Linked DNA regions of Mus musculus: regions 1, 3, 4 and 5 are each linked to region 2. The links are chromatin contacts, called in public promoter capture Hi-C maps. All regions are on one chromosome and are shown on one strand. The core of a region is the stretch at or near the end of the contact, and the rest is flanking DNA. Distances in the headings are between cores, read along the strand shown. Region 1 holds the start of Zcchc14 (zinc finger, CCHC domain containing 14). Region 2 holds the start of Gse1 (genetic suppressor element 1, coiled-coil protein). Region 3 holds the start of Map1lc3b (microtubule-associated protein 1 light chain 3 beta). Region 4 holds the start of Ctu2 (cytosolic thiouridylase subunit 2). Region 5 holds the start of Cyba (cytochrome b-245, alpha polypeptide).

The links. Promoter capture Hi-C pulls out the DNA fragments that hold promoters and counts their contacts.
Region 1: a contact with region 2 is called in a promoter capture Hi-C map of liver, with 3 times the contacts expected there. The contact joins the promoter of Zcchc14 here to the promoter of Gse1 in region 2. A contact is called at or near these places in 1 of 39 promoter capture datasets (liver) and 1 of 115 datasets of contacts at active chromatin or transcription factors (pancreatic cancer cells).
Region 3: a contact with region 2 is called in a promoter capture Hi-C map of liver, with 4 times the contacts expected there. The contact joins the promoter of Map1lc3b here to the promoter of Gse1 in region 2. A contact is called at or near these places in 2 of 39 promoter capture datasets (the C10 cell line and liver), 1 of 484 Hi-C or Micro-C datasets (liver) and 2 of 115 datasets of contacts at active chromatin or transcription factors (large pre-B cells and pancreatic cancer cells).
Region 4: a promoter capture Hi-C map of pre-B cells shows a contact between it and region 2, with 6 times the contacts expected there. The contact joins the promoter of Ctu2 here to the promoter of Gse1 in region 2. A contact is called at or near these places in 1 of 39 promoter capture datasets (pre-B cells) and 1 of 115 datasets of contacts at active chromatin or transcription factors (thymic regulatory T cells).
Region 5: a contact with region 2 is called in a promoter capture Hi-C map of embryonic stem cells, with 5 times the contacts expected there. The contact joins the promoter of Cyba here to the promoter of Gse1 in region 2. A contact is called at or near these places in 2 of 39 promoter capture datasets (embryonic stem cells and pre-B cells).

Annotation. Positions count from the first base shown.
Region 1 is chr8:121,648,118-121,653,404 of GRCm38.p6, forward strand. It overlaps Zcchc14 (zinc finger, CCHC domain containing 14), which reads right to left and starts at 3,816. Exons shown (of 13, transcript NM_080855.2): 1 at 3,608-3,816. The coding sequence starts at 3,784.
Region 2 is chr8:120,534,317-120,539,522 of GRCm38.p6, forward strand. Gse1 (genetic suppressor element 1, coiled-coil protein) reads left to right here and starts at 3,093. Exons shown (of 16, transcript NM_001145896.1): 1 at 3,093-3,246. The coding sequence starts at 3,240. It overlaps 1700016A09Rik (RIKEN cDNA 1700016A09 gene), which reads right to left and starts at 3,410. Exons shown (of 1, transcript NR_151732.1): 1 at 2,576-3,410. It overlaps Mir7687 (microRNA 7687), which reads left to right and starts at 4,380; the gene lies at 4,380-4,438.
Region 3 is chr8:121,588,265-121,593,058 of GRCm38.p6, forward strand. Map1lc3b (microtubule-associated protein 1 light chain 3 beta) reads left to right here and starts at 2,174. Exons shown (of 4, transcript NM_026160.5): 1 at 2,174-2,300. The coding sequence starts at 2,261.
Region 4 is chr8:122,474,636-122,479,555 of GRCm38.p6, forward strand. Ctu2 (cytosolic thiouridylase subunit 2) reads left to right here and starts at 1,508. Exons shown (of 15, transcript NM_153775.2): 1 at 1,508-1,660; 2 at 1,880-1,954; 3 at 2,271-2,349; 4 at 2,542-2,601; 5 at 3,550-3,610; 6 at 4,042-4,151; 7 at 4,258-4,559; 8 at 4,642-4,777. The coding sequence starts at 1,593. It overlaps Rnf166 (ring finger protein 166), which reads right to left and starts at 1,439. Exons shown (of 6, transcript NM_001033142.3): 1 at 1,228-1,439. The coding sequence starts at 1,382.
Region 5 is chr8:122,430,438-122,435,382 of GRCm38.p6, forward strand. It overlaps Cyba (cytochrome b-245, alpha polypeptide), which reads right to left and starts at 2,503. Exons shown (of 6, transcript NM_007806.3): 1 at 2,373-2,503. The coding sequence starts at 2,430. It overlaps Mvd (mevalonate (diphospho) decarboxylase), which reads right to left. Exons shown (of 10, transcript NM_138656.2): 9 at 4,367-4,475; 10 at 3,159-3,738. The coding sequence ends at 3,658.

The DNA of each region.
Region 1 (5,287 bases), core at 2,566-5,065, 1.1 Mb after region 2:
TATTCATAGTCTATGGAGATTGTTGAAAGTCTCCCCAAGGCTAACTCTAGGGCATACATGGCCAAACCATGGTGGGCAGCTCTGGAACTGTACAGCTATCCACCAAAAACAAAACCAGAATCTCAATATAGGCACACCATTTCAGAGCCCCTTAAAGGAAAAAAACCCAAAACAGCAAAACAAAAACAAAACAACAACAACAACCCCACATAGGGCCTCTGGACTGTGTTCTGCCACACAGAGCAGGACAGAACCACAGCTAGCTCCACCTGTCACTGTAACCACAGAACCCAGAGGGCCTGACGCCATGCAGCACGGTTAAGCAGCCCCCAGGCAGTGGCCCGAGGAGCATGCATTAGTGTCAGGCACTCAGGAGTTTACCATGAAGAATAATCTCACCTAAGCCTCAATCCCGACCTCCACCCGCTGGTGAGGAGATGAACAAACAGTACTCAGCCATGAAAGAGAGCAGCGTGCTGCGCTCTTACAAGAGAAGCCTTAAAAGCACGCACGTGAACGTGAACGCAGCCCAGCACACGGCCAAGCACTCACAGTTCCGTTCACACGACTGCCTCAGAGAGGACAAACTCACAGACAGACATTTGGCCGTGTCTCTTGGGGGCTGGGTGGGAGAATGCAGGGACGGCTCACAGGCTCGGGTATCTGAACAAGTTCAACGTTGCTGGCCACACAGCTCTGTACAGCACCCTGACCACAATTCAGAGGGAATGCTATGCTCTCTTGTACCAGCTACCGGACACCAACTTGAGGTGTCAGGGCAGCCTTGAAGTCAGAGCCTCCTTCTTCAGCCTCCTGAGTGCTGGGGTTGGTTACAAGTTGGTACCTCACACCCATTTAAAAGTCTTGATTTAACCTGCTTCCAAAACCAAGGTTTTCTACTAAAAAAAAAAAAAAAAAAAATGCAAGCACTGCTCTCAGCATCCTGAGACCACACCTAAGGGACAGGAAGCACCCAGCAGGGTAAGGCCTGCAGCCCCTCTGCAGCCCCTAATGCTCCCACACCACAGACAGCAAATGGTTTTCTAAAGTAAGCCATGCCTACGTAATGCATCCACAGCTAGGCTTGGTGTGTCCCTATCCTCTCAGCTCTGCAGAGGCTGAGGCAGGAGGATAGCAATTCCCAGGCCAGGGTGAGCAAGACAATGAAACCTTGGTCTTTATTTTATTTTATTTTATTTTATTTACATCCCAAACACTGCCCCCACTTCTAGAGTCCCTCCCCACATTCCCAAAACCTCGGTCTTTAAAATAAATAAACCACACTTTTAAACATCTAGGGCTGCTCTGAACGTTATACATTTAAAATAAAAAGGGAAAAGAAAGCGTAAAGAAGCTTACAATACCAAGCTTTCCAGAAAACTCAGGTAAGAGAAATAAACATTTAAATCAGACAACATCCAAAAACACTCCACACCTTCACTTCTGAGAGCAAAGTCTCAGTCCTAAGTTCAAAACCAAGTGACACAGCTCAGAAAGAAACACAAGAGCCACCTTCTGCTGAGGATGCAGAGGAGGCCGGAGTTCAGTGCTAAGTGGCTCTCGGCTGGACTTCTCCCTCCAAGGATCCCCCTCCAAGTACACACACAATCAGGCTTCAATCTCAGAGCTACAAATGAGCCCAAGTTCAGCTTTGGGGAACAGTCCCTTCGGGAGTGACTCAGAGCCAGGGAAAAGAAAGAGAAATGGACCTGTTTGGATCTGAGCAAGTGAGACCCAGCCTTCATTGCTAAGTCAAGAGCCCCTGTGCCAGGGCCAAACAATGTCCCCCAACTTTCTAAAGAAAACCCCAGCCCTATCAGCCACAGGATTCCTGAAAACTGCAACAGCTGCAAGCTCAGGACGAGAGCCGTTCGGGCAGACAACGCATGGCTCCACAGAACCACTGACAGCCAACATGGCCGGGAAAAACACGGGGAGCACAGCTGCCAGCTGCCCTGTCACCTCTGGAGGACTTCAGCCCAGCCTCCTACAGCACAGGAGACCAAGGCGGGCGACCAGTGCCCAGACCCTGGGGACTAGATTAACTCCATCTCGCCGTGGACTTTTGCCTGAGACAAAGGCCATCTTATACAGGCATTGTGAGGGCTGGCTGCAGTGGGGTGGGGCTCAGTGGCCAAGCACCTGCCTGGCATGCACAAGCTCCAGGCTCCATCCCTAGTACTGTGTGGGTGGGAGAGGACCCAAGACATTTGTTCTAGACACTTCTACTCTGAATTCACTGCCCTGTTAAAAACCAGTCCCCATCTCCTACAGAGCAACCCGGACCTGATGCGTCTGAGCTTCACTCACACAGGGGTCTGGCAGCCCAGGTTGGGAGACAGCAAGCTCCTGCTCGTGGATGAAACTAACCGCAGCTGAGGAGACCACAGAGAGGTGACAGCTGGCTGGCCTGAAGAACTTAACTTTCCTTGGGCCCTGCCTTTCTTGTTGACAGTTGCCTCGCATGCAAGAGGGAAGTGAGGTGGCAAAGTGTATGTATGTAAGAAAAAAGAAGAAGAAAAACCCAAAAAGCTAACCGAAGTCTCAGAGGCAAACGTCAGTGAAAAGATAAGACGCCACAGAAACCCATTCAGGAACCACAACCACTTCTTAGAGGAAGACATTAAAAAGAAGCCACAACTCAAGGTTCAAAGAGAGCTGAAAGAAAAACCGACGGAAGCCCCGACGACCTCACCTTGTTCACCTTGGACAGGGGAAGCTGAGTTAAGAGTTTAAACTTCAAAAGGCTCAGACTGTGGAGCAGCTGGGCAGGAGGCCCGGATGTGGCCTCTGACTACCAAGGACATGGTGTGGGACCTCAATGGCCCTTGGCACTGGTGAGCCTTTCTCTCACAAGAAACCTGGGTTCTTGGCTCCAGGGCTGCTGCCGGCCTCCAAAGGCCCAAATGCACACCGACTCCATCATCCACAACTCCGGGCTGCAGCTGAGAGGGATGGATACTAAAGAAATGAACTCCATCTGCTAGTCACCATGGCCCCCAACCACCCAGCCTTCAGCTTCCACGAGAACCACGTGCTTTACCAGTCCTCAAACATTCGGGCCACAGCTGGCATTTCTGAGTGGACAGTCAAGCTGCCCTTCCTGCCCAGCAAGCTGACATTATCATCCTAAGACCAGATCCCACCTCAGTGAGCTTGGGTTCTCCCCGATGGTGGATCACCACTGACAGCATACCCGCAGACCCGCTGAGGCTGCAAAGCCCCTGTCAAGAGCCAGGCTCTCCAGACAGACACGCTTAGCAGCGTGCACAACCCCCACGATCGCACACGCAGACACGGGTTCCTGTACATCGTACCCCTGCCATGCACGCCCGGGGACACCTGACCCAGACAGGCAGGTGGCAGGGCCCACCTGCGCCCAGGTTCCAGGTCGGTGCAAGTGGACATATCGTTGAGTGTTATGTCACCTAAGAACCGGGATTGACAGGACAAAGGCCTTCTCGTGTCCCCAGCCTGGGCCGTGACACCGAACACACAAAGGGGGCCGCGCGCTGACGCAGGCCTCCGGGTCCCTTAGTAGGTCATCTCCAGGCTGGCCGGTAAAGGACCCCAGCCGCGCTGCCCCACCGCGCGCGCTTGCGCTCACCTTGTGGCAAGCCGAGCAGGTGGGCAGCGCGCCGCTGGGCCCGGGCGCGCTCTTGCCACCGCCACCACCGCCGCCGCCGCCGCCACCGCCGCTGTTCAGGCTGCTCTGGATCTGTGTGAGCTCCTGGCGCAGCACCTGCTTCTGGTGGAAGCTGAAGGCCGGGTGGTTAGAGGCCATGGTGAAGAGCAGGAGGAACTCATCGCCCGTGCGACCCTCGTTGAGCTGCAGCCCGTAGTTGTGGATGATGGAGTCGGTGTGCGTGAGCGTGCGGTACAAGACGCCCGCCGCCTCGCGCTGCTCCGAGCCCAGCAGGGCCAGCGACACCAGCAGCTTGCTGCGCACCACCTCGTCCGTCAGGTTGGTGAGGCTGCCCAGGTCGGCCGGGTTGTTGGCCTTGATCTCCGAGTCGCGCAGCGAATGGTAGTCCTTGCGTGCCAAGTCCTCCAGGCACGAGCCGAGGAAGCGCAACTCGAGCGGGATGCACAGGTCCAGCAGGCCGCACAGGAACTCCACACGCTGCGGCGACGGCAGTTCAGAGAACCAGCGGTACACGCCGTCCCTCTGCAACGGGCAACGCTTCTCCACCATGCTGCCGCCCGCGCCGCGCCCGCCGCCGCCGCCGCCGCCGCCGCCGGGCCCGGGAGCAGCGCGCGGGCGGCCGGGGGGCGCGCAGGGCCGCGGCCGGGCGCCGGGCGAGGCCGCGCGCGCGCGAACGGGGCGCGGGCCGGGCGCGCGCGGGCCGGGGGAGCCGCCCGCCAGGGGCCCCGCGGCGGCCGGAGCCGGGGCCGCGGCCCGGGCGGCCGGGGACGGCGAGCGGCCTCGGGGCCGCCGCTCACGGGGAGGCGCCCTGCCCGCGCCCGTCCCCAGCGGCGGCCGGTGCGCGGCAGCGGCGGCGGCCGCTCCTCGTCGTCGTCGTCGTCGCCCGGGAGGCGGCCGCCCCCATCTCCCCGCGCGCCGCAGGGTCTGTCAGTGCGGGCCGCCCCCCGACGGAGCCGCCCCGGCCATGCCGCCTCCTGTGCTTGCGCCCAGGCCGGCCGTTACCCGCTGCGAGGCTGGGCGCGGCGCCCGGACGGGCCTGGCGCGGCGGAGGGATCCAGCGGGACCCGCGGACGGATCGCGGCCCGGGCCGTCGGAGCTGAGCAGAGCGCGCTCGCGAGCACGGGCAGCCGCGGCCAGCGGAGTGGGCGGGGTGGCCGCCTCTCGCGACAGCCCGGGCTGTCCGAGCCCGCCCCCCCACGCCAATTGGCCAGGCCGCCTGTCCTGCGCGACGGCTCGTTTCGGCAGCTCCGTAGGATTGGTCGAAGTCTAGGCGCCGCCTCAGAGATGGACTGTCGATCACGTCGGGTCCGCCTGTGCCCGCCCCCTGCGGACCGGCGCTAGGGGATTGGTCGGTGGGAATCGGCGTGGTGGAAAACTCGGGATGGAATTTTAGGCGCTTTTGTTCCCTCAGATTAGCCCGGAGCCTTGTTTTTTGGGCAAAGCCGGGCGTTGGGCCTCGGTGCTTTATTCATGAACGTGACGGCAAGGAGGCGGCGATGGGCCCAGAAGCACCACCGGCTCCGGACTTCCCTCTGATCTGCCCACCCGAGCTGTGTGACCTTGGGCGAATCGTGATTTCTCTCCGAGCCCCTTGCGCCTCCCGGGGAAGATGCGGGTAATAATACCCTCCCGGGGGGCTGC
Region 2 (5,206 bases), core at 1,843-4,342:
GACCTTGGTGAAGGAGGCTCTAAGCCTGCAGCCTGCTCTCTCACCTCCCTAACTCTGGCTGCCTCACATGCCCGCCTGTGGGCCTCTGGTATCTGCCCTGTGGCCTTTCTGAGCTGTGGCTCTGTAATTTTCAGTTTTGTTTCTGGGGAGGGCCCGGGCGGTGGGGGGGGGGACTTGATGTGTGTCCAGTGGATGCTGCCCATACCTGTCCTGGTTCTGGCAGACCCTGCAGGTCCAGAAACCCCTCCTGCCTGGGGTTTTGAGTTCATCGGTTTCTGAGGTCCAGGGCTTTTACAGAGGAAACCAGGCTTAGCTGGGCTGGGCTGAGGGAAATCCTGCTTCCTATTCTAGGTGGCCCAGCGTGGCAGAACCCTAGCAAGGAAAGTTGGGTGCTCCTGTGTCCTAGACGGGCAAGCATCCTGAGCTAAGAGGTTCTGCTCACCTTCCAGGACCGTCCCTAGCACTTGATGTTTCAAATCCTCTTTCAGCCAACTTCCCTAAACAAATGGAACTGAGGGAAAGGACCCAGAGAGCAAAGGCTTGTATAGCTTGCTGGTGGGGTGGGAGCCAGCAGCTGCGAGGAGGAGGGGGAGGAGAAAAAGGAGGAGGGGGCGGCAACTAGAGGGAGGTTAGCTTTTAGCCTCGGAGTCGGGAATTAGCAGTCCATCCATACAGGGTACATCTCGTTAACAAGGGGCCAGCCACATGGCGGCTAGAGAGCAATTCCCACCCTTAAACTCAAAGGCCCTGCTCAGGATTACTGATTTCCTGGGGCAGGGTGTAGGGACAGTGAGGACCATCCATCTCCTGGTGACTGCCAGCCTTTTCTGGCCTGAGTGCACATAGCTGGCTCACTGCTGTCCCCCTGTGGCCATCGTGGGTGTCTGTCACCCTCTTGCTACCTTGGACAGTCTGGGGCTGGATGGAGACCAGACTCCTGGTTTGAGAAGCTGGGGGAGGATGCCTGGCTCACCTGCAGGCTTGCAACCTTGACTACTTTCTGGGCAGGTACCTCATTTGAAACCCCGGTTGGGGGTACGGTTTCAGCGGAGCTGCCTTGTATTGGGGTGGGGTGGGGGAGAGCAGCCAGCTTCTTAAAAAAAAAAAAAAAAGCAAAACAGGTGGTAGCTCATAGTGGTCACCCACAAATTTATAGGATGGCCTGCCTAGTTCTCACCAAACAGGTGACTGAACTTGGCCTTCTAGATACCCTAGGGAGAAAGGTGCGACAAGATTTGGAGGAAGAGCCTGGTGTTGTTACCTGGGGAACCTGGCCCGCAGGCAGCGCGGCCAGGTGCGAGCTGCTCATTTACATGTTGTCCCCTCCCCACCCCCCCAAGCCAGTAATCCAGGTGGGAAAGGGGTTGGACCAGCCCGGGAGGTTTTTCATTTTGTTTTTACGGCTCGAGGCCAGTTGTTTCTCCTGACACCTCCCTGTCCCCCCTCCCCCCTCCCGCGTGCGATTCCCGACGGGTAAAGGCGCCTCTCCCCGCCCCCACTCCTGGGGAGCCCGGCGCATCCTCCTGGTCTCCAGCGTCGTAAACTTGCGGAGGCCACGCTGCCCCGGGCGACGCGAACTAACGCGTGGACCAAAGGCCGCGCAGCGCGTGTGTGGGGCCAGGGACCCGGTGGCCGCAGGTAGGAGCAGCAACTCCGCCCTCCCTCGCCCGCCCGTTTCCCTTGTCGTTTGTGGTCGGCCAGGGGCTTGTGCAAGACTGGCCCGGCGTGCGCCCCCGCCCCGCGGCATCGGCGGCTTCTGCTGGCGCGGGCCCCGAGCGCTGCCCGCCGCCGGCGTCATCGGGAACAGATGGACGGGGGGTGCTGGCGCCCGCGCTCGCTCCCGGCGCTGTCCCGGCTGGCGCGGGAGGGAGGAAGGCGGGGGAGGCAGCGCGCGCCTGCGGAGCACTGCGCGGGCATGTCCCGGGGCAGGTTTGGGGCTGGCACCGCGGTGGAAAGTTGAGACCCGCAGCGGCGCTGAGGTTCCCCCCCCAACCCCCCCGGTGCGGTGGCCTCCGGGCTTGAAAGTCTGAAAGTGGAGGATCATTAAGAGAGCTGTGTAGAAAGGCCGGGCGGGGGAGACCCCGGGACCTCGCGACGACCTTGCCACCTCGATGGCTGCTCTCTGCGCGCTGGGTCCGGCCGAGGGTCCCCGGCTGCCTGGCTCGCGCTGTAACCTCGCGCTTCCCGGGTGGCGGGAAGGGGGTGTTTCTAGGGATCGGTCGCGTTGTGGGCGGGGACGCTGGGGCCCACAGTCCCTCTCCGCGCCGCCTGTGGGTGCCGAGGAATTTCAGGACGCTCCCTGAGTCATCCCCGTGAAGTGCCTGGGTGAGGTAGGGTGGGTGGGGGTGCCAAGAGTGGGAAGGCGGTGCGCTGGGGCCGGTGGCGCGGTGGGTTGTGCCAGTTTCTGGAGGCGGCGGCCTCGCCTCTGACCGCAACCCCAGCTACTTAATGATGCCCCTGGCGCAGCGGCGCCTCCGTGGACTTCTCGAACATGGGCTCTTTAAAGAACTAGAGCCCCCGCCGTTTGGCCTTCTCAAAAATTCCTTAAAGCGAGATGGAGACTTTGCAAAACTTTGGGACAGAGGCTCGTGGCCCGAGCTCTTAACATTAAGTCCTTTAAAGTTGTGGTAATAGATCAGGCATCTTGGAGATCGAGAGAGGCCAACGGCCTATATTGTGTGGTCCCCTCCACTCAGCACAAGGAAAGGCCTATCCCTCCCCTCTCTTAGTGGGTGGCCAGGTGCCAGGCACTGTTCCAGGCGCTTGGGGAGGCGGCTATGAGGCTCGGATATGGCAGGCGTGTTGTAAGCCACTCCTCCCTACTCTTGGAGATGAGTGGCCCGCGAGGCCTCTGAGAGATCCCCCTGGACTGTCCGGACAGCCAGGGTCGCCAGGAGCGCGGGGGGCGGCACCTACCCGGCGGGTTGTGACCGCGCTGGGTGCTCCGGGCGGTCTGTCGGTGCGCGCGCGTGCGCTTGCGGCTGAAACCCGACACCTCCCGCCGGCTGAGGTCAGGGCGCCGGGAGCGAGCCGGGGCCGGGGAGTGGGCGGCGTTGCGCTTGGGTGTGTCCTCAGCGGCGACAGCAGCAGGTGTTTCTTGGCCCAGGCCCCGGAAGCTCCACCTCCCCGAGCGGCGGAGCCGCCGCCGCACAGCCCCGGGTGAGATAAGCAGTTCAGACAAACCCGGGCGACGGTGGCTCCGGCATGTGTCAGGAGCGGTGGAGCAGCGGGGCCCTGGCATGAAAGGTGAGCGCGCGGGTGGGGGATGGTGGCGGGGGTTCCCTCGTTCTTCCTCTCCCCAAGTTTGTGGGCTCGGGAGGGGCGCCAACGGCCGGTGCCAGGTCCCGCGGGTGTGAGGGACGAGAAGCGCGGGGCGCGCGGCCGACCTGAAGCCACACTCGCGGCTGCGCGCGCGCGCGCTGGGCTCAGCCGGCTCTGCTGCCGCGGAAGTGCGCGGGGAAGTGCGCGGGGGCGGCTCCGGGGCTCGGGGTTGTAGCAAAACTTTGGATGGGGCGGGGGCGCCCAGGCAGGTGGTTGGATGGGGGGGGGGGTGCTTTACCTGGGGTGGCAGTCCAAGGGGCCTCCGAACCCCCCGCCCAGCCCTTCCCGCTCCGCCTGGATGCGCCTCCCCGCCCCCCGCGGCCGCGCTGACGGCGAGTGGCCCGCCCGAGTGGAGCCGATTCAATTATATTGCAGCACCAGAGACACCTCGTCGCCCGCCGCCTCTCCGGCAGGCTAATTAAATTCCCTTCTTGGAGGCGGAGCGGGAGCTGGGCTGCCCTCCCCGCTGCCCGCCTCTCCGAGCGCCGGGAGGTGGCGGGGGCCGAATAGGACTGCGAGGAGCAGGCTTGGGGCCGCAGGTCTGGGCATCGGAGCCGGGAGCGAGCAAGGGGCGCCCCCGCGCACCTGCCACCCGTGGTGGGGGTGCCAGCTCGAGTTGGGTCGGTTTGGTGCAAACCAGCCTTTGTCTTCCATGCATTTAAAGCACTCTAAACCCTTACTAGACCCCTGCGGTGCCTTATCTGTCGCGGTTGGGGCCCACACAGGTTGGGGTTTGAAAACAAGCGAGACCACCAAATGGAAGGGGGGAAAAAAACAAACCAAAATACAAGATCCTTTTGTAAAGAGGACCGGAACAAAAGGCGCAGCCTCGCTCTAGGAGGGAGCATCGGGCCTAAGCCGATTCCCAGCACTGGGGGACAAAGAGGCAGGAGGTCTTGGCTGGCCGCTTGGCAGTGTCTCAGTCTGAGACTGGTTTACCCCCTCTTCCCGAGGAAGACAAGGCCCCCCTGGCGAGCAGCCTTCCCTGGGCGTCCGTGTTACTTAAGCTTGGCTACTTAAGTGTTGCTTAGCCTGTGTTTACAGCCGCCCCCACCCGCAGGCGGGGAACCTGAGGCGCAGGCTGTGTCTGACTCAGCCACTCAGTCGCCCCGCCACAGGTGAGGGGGGCCGGGGCACAGGCTCCGACTGGCAGCGTGTGTCATCTGCTATGCTGGGTGTCACGCCCCACCGGGTGGACCGGAACAGGGTTGCTGGCAGCCTCCCTCGATGGGGCTCGCTGTGCCGAAGCCGCTTGCTCAACACTTCTCACAGCCACCGGGTCACGCCTGACCACCTCCTGGGGTGTGTGTGTGTGTGTGTGTGTGTGTGTGTGTGTGTGTGTGTGCGCCTTGATGGCTTGGTACAAGGTTGGCTTTTGTCGCCTGGTTTGGCAGCTGGAGCGGAGGAGGCTTGGGGGGAGGGGGCGCTGGTGAGCAGCCAGCCAGAGACCCGGGGTCAGCCACGCCTTCGGAAAGGAGGTGGGAGGCCTGTCCTGGCTTTGGGCTCTGTTGTGCCTGCCTTAGGGCAGGTTCCGAACCGGGAAGGCAGAGAGGCCAGATCAGGCCCTGACCTGTTGGGGGCAGCTAGTAGGATTCTGACCAGTTACGGTTGAAAAGGGGGTGTATATAGTTAGTTAACATTTTAAAATTACTAGGAATCAGGCCTTGTCAGGCCCCCATTAAGCTAACCTTGGGGCTGGCCTGGGGCGATTCTGATGCCTCCAGGTAGGTTTTTAATGGGGTGGGGGTGGTGGGAAGCTTCCAAAACAGCCTGACCCTTTGGAAGCCTCTGGTTGCTCTTGGCTAAGCTGTCCCTCTGGCAGGCAGGCAGGCGGCCTCTGGCTGTGAGTAACTTAACTTCCCTGTCTCTGGAGGAAGTTGGAAGC
Region 3 (4,794 bases), core at 924-3,423, 1.1 Mb after region 2:
AGGGAGGGACTTGGGAGTTATCTGATAGCTGAGGGTGACCTTGGAATTTTATTGCTTTGTTGGCTTGGTTGGTTGGTTGGTTGGTTGTGTCTCCCCCCCACCCACCCACCCAGACAGGGTTTCTTTGTAAAGCCCTGGCTGTCTTGGAACTCAGTTTGTAGACCAGGCTGGCCTCGAACTCAGAAATCTGCCTGCCTCTGCCTCCCGAGTGCTGGGATTAAAGTCGTGCACCACCACGCTCAGCTTTTTTAAAGGTTTTTACTTCAAGACTTCATGTGTATGAGTGTTTGCCTGTATGTTTACATATGTACCATGTGTGTGCCCTTGCCTGAGGAGACCAGAAGAGGATGTTAGATCCCCCAGAGTGGGAGTTACAGCTGAGCTGCCATGTGGGTCTGAGAACCAAATCCAGGTCCTCAACTAGAGCAGCCAGTGGTGGTTGGTTTTTTTGTTTTGTTTTTTTTTTTTTTTTTTTGGTTTTTCAAGACAGGGTTTCTCTGGCAGCCAGTGTTCTTAACCACCGGACCATCTCACCAGTCCCATGCGTGCCACCCTTCTTCTCCTTGTGAGACAGGTTCTCACAATGTAGGAATTTGTTGTGTAGAACAGGCTATTTCAGACTCACAGAAACCAGACTGCATCTCCCTTCTGGACACTGAGATAAAGGCCTAGGCACCGAGTCCCACTTGGCCTTGAACTTCTGATAAGCCTGCTTCAGTCTCCAGTGTGCTAGGATGACATGCCTTGGGACACCAGATCTGGCTTCCATTTTGACTTTTAGCCTGGTCTCTTGCACCTCAGACCAGAAGCTTCATACAAAACAACAAAGTTCGGGCAATTAACAATGCAAAGCAAGCAAACAAAGGAAAGTAACCAGCCCTCAGGATTTCACTCCATAATGTGTTTTCAGCTTTTCCCGGTCACAGAGATGTAGAAGATCCCTTGGACAAACAGCACTTGAAGAAGGTTATTTCCATTTAAAGGAGGAAGTCTGGGCTGTAGGGATAGTACAGTGTCAGGTGGTAGGTCTGCAGGGTCACAAGGCTGGCTCAGATGTGGCATCACTGGGGGTGGGATGGGGGTGAGGTGGCTGCTCCACACTCTAGACCTGTCTGTCACCTGCTCCTACAAACTGAAGATAGGAAGTAGCTTGAGGCCCAGAGAAAGTGCTAAACCGTGGCTGACTGACCATTGGCCTGGCCTGAGGAGACTGAAACCTGTCCTAGCCTGTAATCAGGCCCAGGCTCAGCAGGAGTCAAAGTGAGGACATGCCTGTGATAAAGCCACCCTGGGGTCACCTGAGGTAGAAGGATCTGTCTGAGAAGGGACAGCTGAGATAAAGCTCTTGGGACAGAACTGTGCTCTGTGGCTTTCCAAGGTGGATCCTGTCGGGATCAGGCCTCTGCTGCAGTTCCTGGACACAGTCTGATTGCTCACCAACCAAAAAAATCTAAAAAAACAAAAAACGTGATAGGTGGTAGTAAGGAAATGAGGGCACACATGGGCTAGCACCCTGGAAAGATAGGTGAGCCATGCCCCTCAAATTCCATGCTCAGCAAGCTCAGACACATAAAAGGGCTTTTATGGGAAGAGAGAGTGGACAGGTTGCACAGCAGGTGTTGTCATCGTCTTTCTTTTTGCTGGAACAAGTCATTGATCTTGCCCTCCAGTGACAAGTCTGTAGTCCCTAAGACCTTGCTTCTCTGCGACTTCGACTTAGGAGTAAATACTTGTGTTTATGGCAGCACAAGACTCGCAGGGGAAGAGCCACAAGATCAGATCCAACCATAAGTCTCCAGACGTCTCCATAATCGTAAAGATTTAGCAGGCAAGACCACAAGTCAGTTTTTTGTTATTTGGGTTGGGGGTGGGTAGAATTTAGGAATATCAAATACAGCGGCAAGGGAGCGGACATTGGACCACCAGCTGGATCATGCAAGGACTGAAGGGGAATGAAGTCTGCAGGACTCCATCGCACCAGCGCCCGACCCACGCAGACAGTTAACAGATGCTCGCCCAGCGTGTGCCCAGCGAGCGCCCAGCGTAGCTGGCGTAGGCGCAGGCGCATGGCTTGGGCGCGTGCACGCTTGCGCGCCGCCGAGCTTCCGCCACGCCTGTCATGGCCGCTCTCGGGGGCCGCCCTCGGCCCCACCCTCGGTGACGCGCCGCGAGTCACCTGACTCGGCTGCGGACTGAGACACACACAAGGGAAGTGATCGTCGCCGGAGTCAGATCGTCTGGCTCGGGACCCCCGCGCGCCATGCCGTCCGAGAAGACCTTCAAGCAGCGCCGGAGCTTTGGTGAGCCCCGCGGGCCCGGGGATGGGAGATCCGGGTGCCGGGAGCGCTGAATGCCCGGACGCCGGTGGTGTCTTGCGGGGCCGAGACCCGGCGGGGCCCGGAGCGACGCAGCCAGTGGGATATTGGTCTCGGGGGGGTTCGGTCTCCGGGGTAGCTCGGGTGCTCAGCGTCGCCTTGGCCGTCGGTCGCCGATGGGCTCGGCGTCCCCTGCGGGACTGGAGGCCCGACCCCGGTGGCGTAGGGTACCGCAGGCTCTGCGCGCTTGGCTGTGTCCTTCGTGGGCCCCAGGTCCGGGCGCCCCGCAAGCCTCGGAGCAGCACCCAGCCGCCTTTGCACCCGAAGTCGTCTTGGGCATATGTGTGTGTGTGGAGGGGGGGGTGGCCTTTGTCTCATAACGGAAACTTAACAGCTGTTTTGTTTTGTTTGCTTGTACTGATCTTAAGTTATTCTGGAACAGCCCTCAAGAAAGGAGTGTGGGTTGGGGAAAATGAGCCGTGCACAAACATTAGCTCTGACGCGGGTCCCCAGAGTGGCCGGGGGTAATCTCTCCGAAGCTCCATCTGGCTTGCGATTGTTTTTCTCTAGATTGCCTTCCCTCTCTCCCTAACCCAGCTATTCTGAAGAAAGCGCGGGCATCCGATTGCTGCGGCTTTCCTTTGCTTTTTGACTTTATTGGACCTAAACTGGTGGGCACTGACAGTTGAGAGGTTCCCCACACAGATGTTCAAAGCGGCCCCTTTGAGGAGGCCAGGACCGGTCTTGCTCCTTTCCAGTGAGTTTGGAGGGATTTAGGTTGGAGCTCTAGAGTTTCCACTATCCAGACTGCGGGAATGTTTACAAGGTGGATGGATTTAGGTAGGGCTCACCCCAAACCGACCCTTTGTAGCTGAAGCACCTGGGTGGGGCTTAGGGCGGTGAAGCTCAGGGTCCGCCTAGTGGCAGAGTCCCATTAGCTTTCTGTTATAAATTCTTACACTTCCAGTAAGCAGCGATCATCCCCAGTGCTGTAAGGAAGGAGACTGGCAGCCAGGAGGCCCGTGTAGGCTTGCAGATTCTTAGAAGGACGCGCCCAATTTCCCAAGTTTAGAACTGATCACGTGATTTCAGGCTTCTCAAGTGGTTCCACTGAGTTTTTCTGGGGTGATCCAGTGTTTGCTTCCCCACCCCCAAAACGGTCCTAAACTCCAGGTTACTGGGTGTGTATCCGCAGGAAAGCTTGTTTGCTCAGCCTAAATAAATAGCCCCGGGGAGAATTCCCATCCCTGTGAAGGCATTGCTGCTGCCAGGGGTGGTGATCCACGCCTTTAGTCCCAGCCTTGGAGATGATGCAGCGAGACCCTCCCTCTCAACTACACACCTAGGTGGCTTCAGTACAGGCTATTGGCCTCTGCACAGCTGTCTGCTTAAAAAGTGTCTCAGCTCTTGCAGGTTGCCTCCTAGTTCCCTGGCCCTACAGCCAGCCAGGGCTGGGCAGATCCTCTAGGCCTTCAGTTTGGACCCTTGTTTGCTTTAGTAAAGACAACTATTCCTGACTTTCCCTTTATAGTTGTGGTGGACCCTGCAAGTCTCCTCTTACCAGCTTTAACCATTTCTGCCCTTAGATCTCTGGCCCTGCTCCCATCTCAATGAAGGCAAGGGGTTTCTGCTGTCAGTGATTGGTTGGTTGATTTAAACAGGGTCTCATTGTGTGGCTCGGACTGGCCTTGAACTCAAGAGATCTTCACGTCTGTCCCCTGAATGCTGGGATTGAAGGTGTGCCATTGTGCCTGGCTGGCTGTTTGTTTCTTGAGACAGGGTTTCTCTATGTAGCCCTGATCAGGCTGGCCTCCAACTCCGATAGGGATCCGCCTTCAGTGCTGGGATTAAATAAAGGCATGTGCTACCACAGCCTGGCAAGTTTTGTTTGTGGCTCAAGCTGGCCTAGAGCTTGCCGAGCCGGGTTTTAGGTGCTGTGCGTTTAACTTTTTCTTTTACATTTTATCTGTATGGCTCATTTGCCTACATACATGTCTGCACCCTGTGCATGCCTTGTGCCCATAGATGTCAGAAAAGGGAGTTATAGGTGACTGAGCAGCTGTGGGTGGTGGGAGCTGAGCCTGGGTCCTCCTGGGGAGAAGCTGCTCTGAACTACTGAGCCATCTCTGAAGGCCGGAAGCATAGTGTGCCAGGTGTGTAAGTGGCTGTTTGTTAGAATGAAATCAGTGCAGTGACTAAACCCTGAGGTGGTAGGCAGGTGTACAATGGAGGGTTCCTCTGGGAAGGGGCAGGGAGCCCTGTGTATAGATGGCCCCATCCCATCTGTGGTGTGACGGAGACATGGGGCAGAGGGCTCAGCCAGTGCTTTAGAGTAGAGAAAGGTGCAGGCCAAGTCCATCCCCAGTGGCTTGGCCAGCTGCTTGCACCCTGCAGTGCAGAAAGCTTGCTACAGTGTTGAAAATGAAGAGAAGACTGGCCAAAGACCTCGGGCACAGCATGGGGTTCAAGGTCATCCTTA
Region 4 (4,920 bases), core at 258-2,757, 1.9 Mb after region 2:
AGCAATGGGAACAGGTTTACAGGTTTAAAGGTGCTTTTCAATCCCGTGTTCTACCTTTCTAAGAGGACAACACATACTGATTGGTGAATAGTAGCAAACTGAAGAATGCAGCAGTGGCCTGTGTGCACCGAGTGAAGGGATTGTAAAAAAAAAAAAAAAAAAAAAAAGACAACACTTCACAGAACACACCGTAAAACACCCACTTGTGCGTGCATACAAAAAAATGGGTCCTGATCCAAGGCTTCCTGCTAGAATATCACAGGAGCATTAGGCTGAGCAGGAGCTAGCTGTGCTCTTCCAAGACAACCTAGCAGAGCTCTCCAGAGGGATCCAGTCTTCGGTTCAGCCTGACACAGGGGGCAGGGAAAGTCAAGGCAGCCCTGGATGGAGACAAGGTCTCTGCCACCTCCCTGTATGACTCGCAGGCACACGCCTACCCAAGCGGCTCCAGTTCCCTCTGCATTAGAGCCTCCAAAATCAGCTGCCTCTGTTTGCAAAATGCCTCCCACCAATCTGGGTGCACCTTGTCCTGCCCCAAGCAGAGGGGCTGTCTGCTGACAAGTCCTCCTCCTGCCCGTTCTCTATCGGCTAATCTCAAGAGCTGTACTGTGGGGAGGTCATGGAGCAGACGTTCTATCTTGGCTCCCTCCCAACCAGGCTGGGGTTGTGAAGGCCCTGAGCACCGCTCCCTCCCGCGCAGAGTCACATCCTCAAGTTTCTGCTCCTGAAACACGGGAGGAGGAGCCGCTAGATTGGGGGTGGGGGGTGTCTTGGCTCAGCTGGGCACCTAACGAAGTGCTTGATGTCTGGGTCCCTTTAGGCCCCGCTACCTGGAAGCTTCCTGTTCAGAATAGGCCAAGTCCTTCAAAACAAAACACCAGGCTCCAAACGCGTCCCTCTCCTAACTTTAGGGAAACTCATTTCCTTGACAGTCAACACGAGTAGACATGGGGTGGAACAGAGTGGGTTGCAGAAGCCACAAGTCGTTTATTTACAACGGCCCGCTCACCCGATCTCTGCAAGCCCGGACCCCCGCGCTCGGCGCAGCGGCCGCGTCCACCGCCCTCGAAGCAGCCGGCGGCCGTTGGCAACGCGCGGGGCCGGGGCGGGTGCAGGGCGCGCGCGCGGCCGGCGGGCAGGGGCTGCTTTCCCCACGTCTCCTTTCGGCCGCCAGCCACGACCCCGGCCCGGACCCCCCTCCCGCGGGCTCCCGGCGCGCGCTCTCACGTGTGGCCGCAGCTGCCGATGGCCACTGGCCGATGGTACACCTCCAGGCAGATGGGACAGCTGAACTGCGCCTCCAGGCCGCTGTCGCCGCCCGCGGGCCCAGCCGGCGGCTGCCGCTGCTGCGCCGAGGCCACCAGGCTGCGGAACATCGCCATCCCCGGGGCAGGCCGCCGCCGCCGCCCCCTATCCAGGCCGGCAGACCCGGCGTCACTGCCGCGACGGCGCCGCGCTGGCGTCACCGCCCAGGCCCCACCTCCCCGGGTTGCGTCACGACAGCGCCCGCTCGGCGGTGACGGCATCTCAGCGCGCCGGCATCTCAGCGCGCCGGCTCCTCACGCCACTCCGCAGTCGGGACCCACCCCTCCATGTGTCAGGCCGGTGAGGATTACGCGGGGCCGGCGCGGCGGGAGCCTCCGCCCGTGCCGCGGCCAAGGTAAGAACCTTCTACCACCAGGCCGGGGACAGTCCCCTTCGGTTCCCCACCAACCGGAATTCCGGGACTGCTGTGAGTCGGCGGCTAGAACTAAACCTAGGCCCTGGCGCGTGAGCCTGGCGCTTCCTCCGCCAGCTCGGGCCGGGAAGCGCGACCCTGACTCCCCCAAGCCCGCCATGGTGCGAGAATTCTGCCACATATGTTCTTGTTCTCTCAAAGCCGGGAGCAGAAATGTGTGAAGTGCGCAGAAGGCCTGCCGGTGGTGGTGATACGAGCGGGAGATGCCTTCTGCAGGTGAGATCTGGGCAGCCGTCCCCACCCCACCCCACCCCCACCCCCGCACGCCCCTTTTCCAGGCTTGCTTGTTTTCTTGTAAAGGCGCGGTAACTTGTAAGTGCTTAGCCCTAACCGTAAATAGTGGTGGGAACCACTGGTGACGACCCTTGTCATCTAAACTAGGCACACCCGTCAATTCAACACTTCAGAGTCCATGACAGGAGAATTACCTCCGATCTGAGGCCAGCTTGGGCTGCAGAGATGACCCTGTCAAACAAAATCCCACAGTCTCCTGCGCAGGTGCAGCCAGCCTCCCTTTGCTTCTGTGTTACAGGGTTTGTTTCAAGGCATTCTACGTTCACAAATTCAGAGCCATGCTTGGGAAGAACCGGGTCATCTTTCCTGGGGAGAAGGTACGATGTGTGGTGCCTGGGCGCTCGGCTGTCAGCCCTGCTGTCTTCCGTTTATGTTCGTTTCTTCAGCTGGCCTACTGTCCCTGGACATTGAGGGTAGACTTGGTGTCTGGGGCTGTCCAAGAAGTGGACAAGACATGCTCATATTGCGGATGCATGCCTCCGTGCTGATGCTGCCCTTCCCACCCCCAGGTGCTCCTGTCCTGGTCTGGGGGCCCTTCGTCCAGCTCCATGGTCTGGCAAGTGCTTGAGGTACATCTACACCATCTTCTGGGCGTAAGCTTCTGGATTGAATTAGCAGGGGCCTCCTTCCTCAGCCTATACTATGGAAGTTTTTGGTTAACACTAGACAGTACCCCACCCCACCCCAACTGGGACACCTTTAGGATGTCCCATATATATTCAGCAGGTGTGCAGTCCAGACACATGCCCTACACAGGGTCCCAGGCTACATCCCTATTGAGCTTTATTTGTTAGGACACAGTTTCAAAGATTGGCCAATCATGACAAAGAGCAGAGAGAAGCATTTGCCAAAAACAACGGGAGAAGCAGCATAGGTAGAAGGGAGTGGGGCAGATGGAACGGGACTCAAGCTAAGAGTGTCTGAACCTGCAGAGGTATACAGGGTTTCCTTGAGGGACCCCATGCAGAGCAGGGAACTACATGCTCTCTCACTGTAGGGTACCAGCTAGAGGGGCCAGTGTAGAGGCTGTCTTGGTAGGGGAGGTCTCAGTGGCGGTGCTGCTCCAGTGTGAATGACCTGTGTCGTACTTGAGTGGCTTTTGTGTCACCTGCTGGTCCCCCAGACCTACACATGTGAAGGTGAGAGCTCACTGTGAAGCCGTCAGTGTCTGATACCGCTTCTCATGGGAGACTCCGCCCCTGCTCTCCACGTATTGTCACCTCAGTTCTTACATTTCAAAACACTTTCTGGGGATTCTGGGGAACCCAGCAGATGGTAAAAGCGTTCCCCATGGCTCAGCCGCTGTCTCAGGTTGCTTAGGTGTCAGAGACAGGCTGGGGGTTGGGGAGAGTTCTGAAGTTTCTGATTCAGATAGGACATGCCCTCATGCAGGAGGGAAGACTTGGCCCCACACACCCCTGTGAGGAGGAAGGCCTAGGCAGTTTGGTCCACTGACTGGAGCATACTTCCAGAGAAGTGCTTTTGGCCAGAGCTGAGTCCTGACACTTCCCTTCTAGGGCCTGAGTCAGGATTCTGCGAAACGGCTGCGCTTTGTGCCAGGAGTCATCTATGTTGATGGTATGTGTGGTCACTCCTCTTCCTAGTCCCCAGCCATGCATGAGCCCCACAGGCTTTCCAGGGGACAGACTGGGGACAGAGGTGCCTTCCAATTGTATCGAAGGGCCCATGGTTGAAGAAGGTGAGCTTAGAGCTGTCTTTGGGACAGAAAGACTAGCCAGTTTCTTTAGCTGTGAGGGGAGCCTGTCTGAAAGCACCCCAAAGAAAAGGGGAGCCTGTCTGAAAGCACCCCAAAGAAAAGGGGAGCCTGTCTGAAAGCACCCCAAAGAAAAGGGGAGCCTGTCTGAAAGCACCCCAAAGAAAAGGCCAGTCCTGCTCTTACAGAACAGACCTGGTGGGACTTTTGTATGTGACACTGATGCCCCCCCCCCAGCCTGTCCCATCAGGCTCTTCCTCTGTAAAACCTACATGTGTCCCCCTGGGTTTCACAGAGGGCGCAGCCTGTGGTCAGAGCTTGGAGGACAGACAGAAGACGGTGGCTGAGGTGAAGCGGATCCTGGAGAACACTGGTTTCCCATGGCATGTGGTTGCCTTAGAAGAGGTAGGTGGGTCTGCCCCTGTAAAGGGTCCTGTGGTGGCCTTGGAGGGAGAATACCCATCAGGCTCCATGGACCTTGGACTCAGTGTCCCTTCTTTCATCTTTCAAGGTGTTCAGCTTGCCCCCATCAGTGCTATGCTGCACTTCCCAGGAGTCAGCAGGGACAGAGGAGGCCTACAAGGCTGCCGTGGACCGCTTCCTGCAGCAGCAGCAGCAGCAGCAGCAGCGTGTGCTGGGAGCTGAGGCCGGTGCCAGCCCAGCTCAGGGAGAGGCTCGGCTGCATCCATCCCACGGCCGGGAACCCTCAGGCACGGCCGGGTACCCCACAGCTGCTCAGACAGAGGCCTTGTCTAGGTTGTTCAGCTCCATAAAGACACTGACAGCCAAAGAGGAGCTTCTGCAGACCCTGAGGTGAGCACACTGCCTCAGGCCAGCCCTGCCTGGCTTGTGGGAGGGGCTCCGGCTCCAGCTCCCATGATTCTCCCCATCCCAGGACCCATCTGATTGTGCACATAGCCCGAGTCCATGGCTATTGCAAGGTAATGACAGGGGAGACCTGCACCCGCCTGGCCATCAAGCTTATGACCAACCTGGCCCTGGGGAGAGGCGCCTTCCTCGCCTGGGACACGGTATGCAGGGTCTAGAGGCCAGGCTGTCCTTTGACTCTTTGGCCTCCTCCATTTGAAGGCACCTTTGGGTTATCCTGGGGTCTTCCAAATGGAGAGGCCTGGGACCCAAGCATAGATGGCGGTGGCAGTAGGAGCCCGTACTG
Region 5 (4,945 bases), core at 1,253-3,752, 1.9 Mb after region 2:
ACCTCATGCCAATAGGGTGTTAATCCCACAGCCACCCATAGGCCTACTTGAGGTCTCTAGTTTCTGCATCTGTGGGTGGAGGCAGCCTCACCCCTACACCCTCCTCAGGCCCAGGTCTCAGGCTTTGGCTGTTTGGGATCCCTGGCAGCAACAGCTCTTGGCAGCTGGAGGGACTGATGCTCTATGACAATCTTGCTAGGGTGCTGACTCCTGCCTTCTTCAGTACGAAGACCCTGGAGCAGCCTCAGGAAAAGCTTCCATGCTGTTCTGGACATCCCCAGACTCCAGGTCCCTCTCCCACTCTTTAAATAGTATTGGTGTTTTGCTATGCTGGGCTTGAAGCTCGGCTACATATTAACCTTCCTGTTTTGCTGGTCAGCTTTAAGGGTGCACTCTGCAGGAGGGAAGGGTACTTTGTCACACATTCACTCGGCCTGCTACCCATAGTCCTTAGGGACTCATGTCCTCACTGTGAGCTTCTGCTACACTGACCACCATGAGTGGGAGGGGTCATTCTTTACCCAACAGGGAGACCCAAGGACTGATTCTCAAGCCCCTGGCTTGCTGAAGTGATACACTGTAACAGAGGGTTCAATCCCAGGGAAGCCCACTATCTGAGGTTGATGTCTCAGCAGGTGGCATCTGAGTCAAGACTGAAAAGGAGGCATCAGCTGTGACCCCAGCCAATTGTACAAAAAGCCCCCCCCCCCCGCCCCCCTCCCCGTGCACATTCAGGAAACTCAGAGACAGAGAAGGAGCAACCTAGCAAGGAAGGCAGGAAGAGCCCAGGAGACAAGCAGGGGGGTCAGGAACGGGCTTTCGTCTTGAGATGGAGCCAGGTAATGGGGCCAGAACAGATGGAATTTTCTGTGATTTAGAAAAAAACAAAATAGGGGGCTGGAGAGATGGCTCAGGGATTAGTAGCGAGGGTTGCTCTCCAAGGGACCTGAGTGGGGTTCTCAGCACCCGCATCAGGCAGTTCAGAGCCACCCGTATGTAACACCAGCTCCATGGGTTCCAATACCCTCTTCTAGCCTTTGTCTGCAAGCGCCCCCGCACTTACACACATGGCCAGACACACACACAATCTGAAAAAAATCAAATGTTAAAAAAACAAAAGGAAACAAAGTACATCCCTGTTGATTGGACCTAGACAGTTCAGAACCTTCCCAGGACAGTTGTGCTTTCCCGTAAAAAGAAAAGTTAGCGGAAGTCACACTCGGTGGAGAAAGTAAGTGGCCACAGCCTGTGACTCCTCAGCACAGGAGACTTGTGTCAGCCTGAACACCCTGAACAATTAGCTGAGGCAGTACATAGAGACCTTAGCACACACGAGGACAGGAGACACTGCATGGACAGCGCTCGCCAGGTCTTCCCACCCTTAGGTGTGTCTGGCACCCCCACTTCCTGGAGGTAACTTTTGAAACCGTCCATAGTGGTCACAGGACAAACCACTACTGGCAGGAGGCTGGGAAGGGTAAGAAGGGAGACTGCAGGTGGGGGAGGGGCGCCATTTTCAAAAGGTTGGGGTTGCAAGGCCTTCCACGGGAGCTTCCAGCGTGGGCTGGGGGAGATTTCTCTATCACCTCTTCGATGCGCTATTCCCGGGTGAGTGGAGGGGGGTCTGGGCCATCCTCCCTGCCCTGGCAGGTCTTTTCTGGCTCCCTTCGGCTTTGAGGCATGTCTGCAGTTTCTAGTCTCAGGCCTGCTGCTCATGGTCTGGTCTATTAGGTTCCTTTCCTGGTACAGTGAAGCCCAGGGGTCCCACTGCCCCTTGGCAAACCTCCCAGACAAGCTGAACTGTTCAAGCCACGGCCAGTGTCAACCTGACTAAAGACTAGTGTCCTGCATCTTAACTCGGCAGGCCATCAGGGCTAAGATCACTCTGAGGGGTGTCCAGACTCTTGTGAAATAGTTTCTGCGCACACTTCGCTTGTGGGATGGAGCCGATTGCTCCTCTAGGATGAGCTTAGCTCCTATCCCAGGCCCCTCGGGGAGAAGCCGGAGCCCGAGTGACCTCAAGGCCAGAGTCCCAACTCCTGGCCAAGTGGGCTGTGCGCAGAAGAGGGTCTTCCGGGGGTTTTCCTAACCAGGCGGGAAACCACCGAGTGAATGTCTCTTCCCCAGCTGTAAGCAACTTCCTCCTCTGAGGTCCCAGCGCGGACCCAACAGGGTGCAGGGCGGGGTCGCCTCTAGAACAGGCGGCCGAGCACGGCCTGCAGCGGCCACCGCCCGTCCTGTGCCCGGAGGCCCCGGTAGGTCTCTCCGAGGATCCGCGCTTTGAGGTCCGCAGAACCAGCCCGAGCCCTGCTTCCCCCGCGGTGCCCCACGGGTCCTGAGCAACCCCTCCACCCGCAGCCCACCTCACTCACTCAGGCCAGACGCCAGCGCCTGTTCGTTGGCCCACATGGCCCACTCGATCTGCCCCATGACGAGGACCCTGCGCACACGCAGCAGCCCGGTCCAACTCTGCAGCCCACTTCGCAAGTCCTCACTGATCGGCCCGCCCCCTGCTCAGGCCCCGCCCTGTCGGGCTGTGCCCCAGAGGCCTCCTCTGCACCTTCCCTTTGAGCCTTGGTGGGTGGGACAGTCTCCCCATCGACCTCTCTCTCCAGCTGGAAAGTACCAGGGCCACTTGTGACTGCTTGTGACTTGTGACCGTACCCCCCCAGGGCCAGAGGCGTAAGTCACTTCATCCACCTGCTCCTCTAGTTATCAGATAAAGGCTGCTCCCTAAAAGGAGATGAGGTTACTTCCGACCCACTGTGAGCTGGGGCAGGTGTGTGTCCTGGGTCACGTGACTACGGGGTGGGGGTAGGGGACCATAGTGTGCAAGGCTGGGAAAACCCAGAAAGCAGGGGACAGAACACCGGAACACCGTTGTTCTGTTGTCTCTTTCCTCTGGCCTAGACCAGCTCCAGCAGCTGTTGCATGTATGCTGGGGTATGACTTAGGGTGGTCACAAGGTGGCAGGAGACTCTCACGGGGCTGGCTTGTGGGCAGTGGGAAGTGTTCCTGGCAGGACCCACTTCAGCCCCCACCTCTCCACTACATAGGGAAACAAGACTGAACTCAATGGCGGGTAGGACCCAGCAGATCAGTAGACCAGAGACCCTAAAGCGCTGGTTTAGGAAGAAAGAAGAAAGCACAGCCCACACGGGCAGGCAGGAACAGCACACTTTATTCCTGTGGTCCTCAGGTCCACTGACTGCACCCTCATGAGGCACCCACACACACAATGGACCCTACCTGTGGGCTCGACAGCCCCTACCCTCACCAGGAGGCTTTATAAAGAAACTGTGGCCTGAGTCTCAGCAGAGAGGCACCGCTGTCTGAGCCATCACGCTTAGATGGTTACTGAGGCCCTCAGAGCATCTTGGGGGAGGGGGGAGGCACCGACTCCCCATCCCTGATGAGCAGCTGTCTGGAGTGCTGGAAGGTCCATCGAGTGGGTCAGCTAGCCCTTCAGAAACCAGCGGGGAACCGGAGGCACTTGAGAGGGGTTCCCGTGATCGCCTAGATGGCTGCCCATCACACTCGACATCCCCCAGTATAATCGATCATCAAGCAGCCCTTCAGGAGAGGCTGACCAGCAGGCCAGCTCCCGAGTTCCAGTGGGCAACCCCTTTCTCCAAATGGCACTGGACGTGGAAGAGGTCAAAGGTCCCGTTGTGGCAGTCCATCCTGGCCTAGCAGATGATCATGAGTGTCGTCTAGGACTTGAGGTCCTGGTCCGACCTGGGGGGAGAAAAATCAGTGTCCAGTCATGGGGTGCGGCAGTAGCCGCTGCTCCGGAGACTTTACAGGTCAGAGACTCTAAGGCAGGATTAGATTGGGGGGGGTGGTGAGACACGGGTGGGTCCCTTCGTGGTAAGTCCACACCAGCTTGCGCAGGATGAGCCTCTCAAGCTGCCTGGGGTTCCATTCCGGGCTAGATTGTGGGGATCTTAGTGACCCTCATCTCGTGTGAAAGGAGGGACCCAGAGCAAGCCTCTTTGAGCAGGATCAGGAGACGCGGGGATGCTGGCGTGCTTGTGGTGGGTTACATCCTGAGAGCAGATTCCCAGGGACCCCAACATCTACCTCTCCTGGCAAGTGACTGCTTTTTATCATCTTTCTGTCCAGAGTACATAACCCTCACATCCCGCCCCCGCTCTCCTCTACGAGTTGTCCCTAAATGACCACTGAGGGGAAATGAGTAAACCAGACAGTGTCCAATGACTCTGAGCCTAAGAACGCCATGTGGCTACTTCCGTGCCGTGGCTGATGTGGGCTTCTGCCTCCGCCCTGAGACACAGTGGGGGAGGCTTGGATCCTCCCTCCCTCCGGCAGGTAAGGGGGTGCCTGCCGTGTGTACTGGCCTCACCTGAGTGGCAATGATGTACTGGACCCCACCAGGGCTGGGCTCCACCGCCAGCGCGGCCTTCAGCTCATCAGAGAGAAGAACAGGTGCCACCTGCAGCCCCTTTAGGAACCTGGGGAAGAAGGCAGAAGCGTGTTCATGAAGTTGTGCACGGAAAGCCCAGAAGAGCAGCTCCTCAGATACGGTGGTCTGGGTGGGCTAGGGATGGCGCGGGTGAGGAGCGCAGGGGTCTACTAGGAGGGAGGGTTTTTTTTTTGTTTTTTTAGGGATCATGAGAAGATGGAGAAGTGGCCCACACATTCACATTCAGACCAGTCTCAGAAGATAGACCCATGCCAGGAAGAGACAAGAAACCACACACTCAGCTGGGCGTGGTGGCACACGCCTTTAATCCCAGCACTCAGGAGGCAGAGGCAGGTGGATTTCTGAGTTCGAGGCCAGCCTGGTCTACAGAGTGAGTTCCAGGACAGCCAGGTCTATACAGAGAAAACCCTGTCTCGAAAAACCAAAAAAAGAAAAAAAAAAAAGAAACCACATACTCACAGGTTCAGACTTGTTCGGTATGGAAGAAACTGGGGCTTT